Regions from separate parts of the Mus musculus genome. Here region 1 is linked to region 2. Evidence: chromatin contacts called from public HiChIP or PLAC-seq data. All regions are on one chromosome and are shown on one strand. Each heading gives the region's core, a stretch centred on a gene start, on an enhancer-like site or on the middle of the called end of the contact. The rest is flanking DNA. Distances are from core to core; before and after follow the strand shown. Region 1 holds the start of Stk38 (serine/threonine kinase 38). Region 2 holds the start of Ppard (peroxisome proliferator activator receptor delta).

Region 1 (3,989 bases), core at 702-3,201, 780 kb after region 2:
TGGGCAATTCAAGATGAAGCCATGGCTACTCCTTAAAGAGTCACATGAGCTGGGCGTGGGGGCGCACACCTTTAATCTCAGCACTCAGGAGGCAGAAGCAGGTGGATTTCTGAGTTCGAGGCCAGCCTGGTCTACAAAGTGAGTTCCAGGACAGCCAGGGCTACACAGGGAAATCCTGTCTCGGACACACATACACACACACACACACACACACACACCCAAAAAAAGGGTCACAAGAGGAAGGCAGAGGCAAGTGGATCTCCTAGTTAGTGATCAGACTGGTCTACACAGCAAGTTCCAGGACAGCCAGCACTACACAAAGAAACCCTGTCACAAAAATACATTAAGGAGGGGTTGGGGATTTAGCTCAGTGGTAAAGTGCTTGCCTAGCAAGCCCAAGGCCCTGGGTTCGGTTCTCAGCTCCGGAAAAAAAGAAAAAAAAAAAAAATACATTAAGGAAAAAAAAAGGGCCAACCAGAGCGAGCAGAGGTCCTAAATTCAATTCCCAGCAACCACATGAAGGCTCACAACCATCTGTACTGCTACAGTGTACTCATATACATAAAATAAATAAAGAAATCTTTAAAAAAAAAAAAAGGAAGAAAGGAAGGAAGGAAGGAAGGAAGGAAGAAAGGAAGGAAGAAAGAAAAGTAAAGTCACAAGTCACAAGTGGGCTGGTCTGTGGAGGCATATTCCTTTAGGAGGCAGAGACAGGAGGATCTCCGTGAGTTCTAGGCCACCTTAGTCTACAAAGCAAATTCCAGGCCAGGCATAGGTACACATTCAGACCCCATCTCAGACAAAATGCTCCATTTGTGAAGTCCACTCCCGGGAGTGGAGAACATGCCTGATGTTGAAGTGGGTGTGTGTGTACACTGGTGTGCTGTCCAGAGTCTGAGGACAGAGCCATCGGGTTAGGAGGAAGCTGCTATCTGATGTTTGGGTGGGGTGGGGCAGGGAGCTATTCTTGCAGCGATGTGGTTTGTTTTTTTTTGTTTTGTTTTGTTTTGTTTTTTTTGTTTAGGGAAACCGTATGTACTGGCTACTTCACAGCCAAGGTGAGCTGAAGGAAGAGGAAGCAGTGAAGCTACTTCACGCCGCTGACCTTCCTATTCATCTTGAAAAAGAGCAAGATTCCCCTATGTCTCTGGGTCCTTTGCAGGGCGCCGCTGGCAGCAGCCGTTATGCGCTTTCTGACACACTTTTCCTCCGACTCTTCTGCCACTTTTCCCTGTCCTCCAGCTCGGTCCCTTTTCTCGAATTTTAACAGTCTGCAGTCCACGGGCGGGGATCTTAAGGTGAGGGGAAGCCCGGTACCCCCTGATCGCGGACTAGGGGGACAGCCTCCAAGGTCCCACACCTACCCCGGGGTGGGGGGAGCTCTCGAAGTGCAGACACCCTCTGGTTCTCTCATCCTAAGGTGCAGAGTGGTACTGACCGAGGTCAGAGGGGACGAGCCGGTGGCAGCAGACACACAAAGCTGGCGACTAGGAAAGGAGGGAGCGGCTGCCTGTCCCGGTTGAGGACAGAGGCGTAGAAAGAGAGGGACGGACAAGGGGGCTCTGGGGACCACAGAGAGAACGCTGACAGGAGCCCTGGAGTGCACAGGAGCTGTGGGACGGCCGGACGAGGCGGCAAGCCTGAGGCGACGGCCGGGAGACACTCACCAGACCCAGGGGGGAGGGAGGCGCGGGGCCGACGGCTACAGAGACGGCGCAGACGCGACGTGCGGGCGGCTCCAGAGCGACCGCGACACGCCGGGGACTCCGAATGAGCGCAGCTGCCGATCCGCGACAGGACAGGACAAAAGGAAGAACCCCAACTGCCGGAAAAGACGGCGGCGCGGAGGGGCCAAGGCTCCCCCGGTACCCCCTCAGACTGTGGAGAGGGGCCGCCGCGGCTGAGACTGCGCATGCGCCCCCCGCCAGCGGCGCTCGCCGGGCAGCGGGACTGCGCGTGCGCGGCGGCGCCCCGCCCACATTTCACCCCTCACCCGACTGCGCCTAGCCGAGGAGGCCCTACGAGTGCAGAGCGGGGCGGGCTCCCTGGTGGCTTTGTGATGGGCTGGACTAGCTGGCCTTTGTTATGTTACTTTTTCTTTTGAAATAATTATAGACTCGCCAGAAGTTACAAAACGAAAACCTGGAAGTTCCGTAAAAGCCAACACCCACCCAGCTTCCCTCAAGGTCTTACATAAGGCACCGGGCTCTGCACCCGGAAATTAACATTGGCTCTCTATCAACTAAACCAATGCAATCAACTACCGTGACGGGGATTTAGCATTTGGCGTGCACTCGCTGGATGATGTCTTTAGTTCTCTGAAATTTAATCTGAGTTTTACCCCATCCTCCTTGACTTCAGATCATTGTGGCCATAAGTCTGTTGGAACCCGTGGCCCTTCCTATTTTTCGTTATTGTAAAGGATTAACGTGCCTTTGTTTGGGATCAGGTGATCTCTCACACCTAACACCTCTCCATTGTGCACAACTTAAAGCCTCTCATTGATTTCCAGAGAACTGAGCCCAGTGCCCTCGATTAGAAAGTTTTAAAGTCCTGAAAAAACGATGAATGGCTCCCTAGAAAGGAGTCCTCTGGGAGCAAGCGAGAAGAGAGCTCCCTCCTGTTAGTCACTTCCCAAGCCGCCCCTAGTAAGTGTTCTGATTTTCCCTTTTCTTTTATGTTTTTTTGTTTTGTTTTTTGTTTTTCGAGGCAGGGTTTCTCTGTGTAGCCCTGGCCGTCCTGGAACTCACTTTGTAGACCAGGCTGGCCTCGAACTCAGAAATCCACCTGCCTCTGCCTCCCAAGTGCTGGGATTACAGCAGGTGTGTGCCACCGCCACCACCACCACCACCACCACCACCACCCCCGCTTTGATTTTGGTTTGGTTTTTTTTTTTTGGTTTTTTTTTTTTTTTTTGGTTTTTCGAGACAGGGTTTCTCTGTATAGCCCTGGCTGTCCTGGAGCTCACTTTGTAGACCAGGCTGGCCTCGAACTCAGAAATCCGCCTGCCTCTGCCTCCCGAGTGCTGGGATTAAAGGCGTGCGCCACCACCGCCCGGCTGATTTTGTTTTTAATTGCATTGTAATTATTGAATTCATTATCTTGCTAATACTTTTTTTACTTTTTTTTTTTTTTTTTTTTGCCTCTTAAAATTTTTTTGAGACAGTCTTATGTAGCTCAGGGTCTCAGGGTAACACAAACAACGTGTTGCTGAGGGTAAACCTTGAACTCTCGAAATCCTCCTGCCTTAGCCTCTCAAGTCCTGATGTGGGTTACATCATGTCTCTCATTTGAAAATAAATTCCCAAGCAGGGGTAGTGGTGCCTGCTGCTACTTCCCCCTTTCCTCTTCCCCACAGGGCAACGCTCATCAGCTGACTCTGAGTACTTTTTCCAACACAGATCCAGAATGGGGCTTGATGTGCAATGGCCTGGTGCTTCTCAGGCACTGGTGTGCGTTGGCCTGGTGCTTTCACTGTGTGCATACAAATAGCCCCCTAAGACTATAGGGGCTGGGTAGAGGGCTCAGCAGTTAAGAACATACAGAGAGTCGGGCAGTGGTGGTAAACACCTGTAATCCCAGCACTTGGGAGGCAGAGACAGGCAGATTTCTGAGTTTGAGGCCAGCCTGGTCTACAGAGTGAGATCCAGGAAAGCCAGGGCTTCACAGAGAAACCCTGTCTCAAAAAACCAAAAAAAAAAAAAAAAAAAAACAAACAAACAAAAAACCACACAGTGAGTGCTCTTACAGAAGACACAAGTTCAGTTCCTAGCACCCACATGATGGCTCCCAACCATTTGTAACTCCAGCCTCAGGAAATCTGATGTAGATGTGTTTTTTTTGGCTACTTTATAGGGTTCTTATATATCTACTGCCCTTCCAATTGTCCAACACTAAATAGGACAGAATGAAACTTAGAGGGGAAAGGGGACATAGACCTCTTTAGACTGCTCAAGGGCATTCAGTTCCTTGGGGGCAAGTCTAATCTT
Region 2 (3,781 bases), core at 1,214-3,713:
TGTCTTGAATGAGTGGGATGTGTGGCTGGGTGTGGCACAGTTAGAAAGTGAGGACATTGCTGAGACTGGAGATCAAGTCCGTCCAGCATCAAACCCAATGATTCCTTACCACGGGCCAGGGGTTTGCCGTGAGCTATTATCTGGGAAGGGTTCCCTGCTTTCCTGGAGTTTGCTTGCTATCTCATCGCAAAGGTCACAGCCTTGCAAGTGCACCCGATGCACTTTCAAGGAAGTTTGTGACATTTAAAGTGTCACGAAACTCCTGCTAGCGCTAGCGTGAGGGCACAGAGCTGAGGGGTAGGAGGTGAAGTCCGAACTCCATGTGCTATGGGATAACTAAGGGAAGCAGGTCCCGCCCCACACTAGGAGTGGAGGCTGCCCAGGCTTGCCTGGTCTGCTGTGTTTCTGCAGTGCTGATGATGGCAGCTGATGGGGTGGTGGGTCTGGATTTGGACCTGGGAGGAGTTAGGGGAAGGAGTGAGCATGACTATGGTCAAAATACAAAATGGGCAAGTGTGAAATTCTCAAAACCAACATTAAGAATCTAGCAGAGGAGTAGAGTTCTTGCTTAGCATGAAGCCCTTGTTCCATACTCAGAGCCACATAAACTGGGTCTAGAGGATTCCAGCATGTGGGAAGTGCAGGCAGGAAGGTCAGGAGTTCAAGACCAGCTCGAGACCCTCCACCAGAGCTCTGCCAGACACAAAATGGCAGAAATCTCTGACTTCCCCAGGCCATTTTTTACTACAGTCTTGGAGGACAAGGGAAGTGATATCTAAAAACTTAATACAAATTCATTTCAAAAGCAATAGAAGGGAGCTAGGGAGAGAGCAGGAAAGTTAAGCGCCTCTGCTGTTCACGCAGAGCAGCCAGCGTTCAGATCCCGACACACAGGGAAAAGCAGGGTGTGGTCCTGTGAATTCCTGTAATTGCAGAACCAGGATAGCCCAGGCTTGATGGCTGACAGCCTATCCCACCAAACCAGAACCGCTCGTGCATGCATCAGGAGACCAGGCCTCAAAGGAAAACCGTGGAAACCTATCCTTGGAAGACACACAGTACCCTTCTCTGTCCTCCAAGTGCACACGCGCACGTGCGCACGCGCACACACACACACACAGACACACACACTCGAAAACAAAGCAGAAAAAAAGTGGTGTGGGGTTCTCCAATCCAGCGAGCTAAGGATGCACTGTAAGGAGTGCCAGACCGGGCAGAGGTGACCTTTAATGGCGGTGTGGAGGAGGGAGGTGCCTGCTGACTTTCCTGCCAGCCAAGTTTTGTTCATTCTAGGATGATGAAACCAGCCAGTGACAGATTGCCTTCTGGCTACATACTCTCTGTGGTATATGATGAGTTGGGGTGACAGGCAAGCCCAGGTACAGAGTTCTTGTCTTGTCTGGTCCCTGACATCCAGCGACAGAAATCTCAAGTGGGAGAAAAGTTCTTTTAAAATTTGTTTTCTATTTGGCTTCACAAGGCCTATAAGCACAGGCTGGCCCAAAACTTTCTCCATTGCTAAAAATGACCTCAAACGGGTCCTCTACCTCCTGAGTGCTGGAGTTAGAGTGCCATCATGCCTTCCAGATCTTTCTTTTTTCTTGTGTGGGTGTATATGAAAGTGCACATGCGGTGTGTAGAGATTGGAAGATAACCTTCAGGAGGCAGTCCCAGGGACTGAACTCAAGTCTTCAGGCTTGGAGACAAAGCGATGACCCGTTGAGCCATTGAACTAGCCACCAGTTAAAAAATTGGGGGTGCTGAAGAGATGCTTCAGTGGTGAAGATCGCGCTTGCTACTCTTGAAGAGGCTCGCTTCCCAGCATCTACATGGAAGTTCTCCATTGTAACTCCACTTCCAGGGGATCCAACGCCTTCTTCCAGACTCTGCAGGCACTGAACGCACATGGTGCAGAGACAGACATGCAGACAAAACACTCTGACATATAAAAATAGATATTTTGTAAAACGTATGCGTCTGTATTTTCATTCCCAAGTCTCCCACCATATGCCTCTCCCAAGCGCCTCTGAAAATTACAGTTTGCCTCTATTCCTTCCCCCACCGCCCTTAGCTTTGCTTCTTGCTTCAAACCACACAAGTCTATGCCTAGTTTCTTCTCAGGAAGAGTGAGGAGGTTGTATTAGATGACCTCCACCTTCTTTCCGCGCTTTAAAGCTTTAAATATCGTTTCGTGAGGCTTGCTTTGACCAGCCCTAACTTCTCCCCAGCGCTTTCCTCAGCTGCTGCTCCCACGTCTGACTGCAGAGGGCGCTGCAGACGCGCCAGGGCAGCTGTGCAGTGGGCGGAGCGATGGCTGTCAAAGGAGTGGCTCCAGGCGGCGCGGCGATTGGCTACTGCTATGGCGGAAGGGGGCGGGGGCGAGTGCTTAGTTGTGGGGGAGGGAGCCAGCGGCGCGGTGACATCACGGGGCTGGGGGCGGCGCCGGGGCTGGGAGCGTGTGACGCCGCAGGCCGCGGCGGACCTGGGGATTAATGGGAAAAGTTTTGGCAGGAGCTGGGGGATTCTGCGGAGCCTGCGGGACGGCGGCAGCGGCGCGAGAGGCGGCCGGGACAGGTCCGTGCGGATCGGGAGAGGCCAGCGCGGCCCGGGCTGAGGTGGATGGTGGGGTCAGGGGCTCCGAGAGCCGCTTTCCGCGCCTCTGCGGCTCGTCTATGCTCGGCTTGCGCGCTGAGGAGCCACCGCTGGGGTCTCCACCGCAGGGACCCCTGTGGTTGCTCGGAGCCGGCCTCCCTCCCTCCTCCCACCCACCCTGATCCCTCTAAAGCCCCGTGGCTTCATCTCCTCTCAATTCCAAAGAACCCCATGTCACCTCCCTTCTGACCCCCTTTCTGAGCGCCTCCCTTGCTGTCCCGCTACCCAGGCCCTCCTTGGAGATCCTTCCTGCCTCCCTCGATAGCCTTCCATCCTTGCCCTGTCGGTCAGTGCTCTCCTCCTCTCTGACCCGTTTTCGGGTTGCCCTATCCCTCCCCATCTTCTTTAGGATGTTGTGAGCCAGTCCGGTTTATCCGAGCCCCTTCTATCCTGGCTACCGGCAGAGGCCCCACTTAGGCTCAGCTCTCATCTCCTGTCCTTTTCACCTCCTGTCACCCGACTGCCTCGCTTCTAGTTTTTTTTTTTTTTTTTTTTATGCCTCTGCTTGAGGAGAACCCAGAGGTGCACGATAGGCTTCCGTTTCACCTTCAGTTGAGCTGGGAGTGGGGTGTTGAGCGCCAGCTTGACCAGATTTGTTCGGGTCACAGGTTTCACTGGGTGTTGTATTGGGAGGGATGGCCAGTTGGTAGGCCCTCGTAATCTCAGCTTTATAATACTTCCCCTTTATGAGTCTGTTGACTTCCAGGAACCCTTGGGGGAGACGGCTCTGAGTTGGGTGTGTGCCAGGGGTAGCCAGAGGCTTCATATAACTCTTTTCACCCTTTCAGGAAACAGGACTCATTTGGGATATTATGGAATGTATTTAAACCATGATACGGTGCCTTCCACGCACTGCCCTTTTCCATACAGCTAAGAGCAGAAGCTATGCCCTTGGTTTTTTTTTTTTTTTTTTTTAAAGATTTATTTATTATATGTAAGTACACTGTAGCTGTCTTCAGACACACCAGAAGAGGGTGTCAGATCTCGTTACGGATGGTTGTGAGCCACCATGTGGTTGCTGGGATTTGAACTCCGGACCTTTGGAAGAGCAGTCGGGTACCTCTTACCCACTGAGCCATCTCACCAGCCCTGCCCTTGGTTTTAAACTTGGTTTTTCCTCCCTGTACTG

The links. HiChIP or PLAC-seq counts read pairs in DNA pulled down with a chosen protein or histone mark.
Region 1: a contact with region 2 is called in an H3K27ac HiChIP or PLAC-seq map of microglia, with 6 times the contacts expected there. The contact joins the promoter of Stk38 here to the promoter of Ppard in region 2. A contact is called at or near these places in 2 of 115 datasets of contacts at active chromatin or transcription factors (memory CD8 T cells and microglia).

Annotation. Positions count from the first base shown.
Region 1 is chr17:29,006,044-29,010,032 of GRCm38.p6, forward strand. Stk38 (serine/threonine kinase 38) reads right to left here and starts at 1,952. Exons shown (of 14, transcript NM_134115.3): 1 at 1,668-1,952.
Region 2 is chr17:28,230,291-28,234,071 of GRCm38.p6, forward strand. Ppard (peroxisome proliferator activator receptor delta) reads left to right here and starts at 2,464. Exons shown (of 8, transcript NM_011145.3): 1 at 2,464-2,574.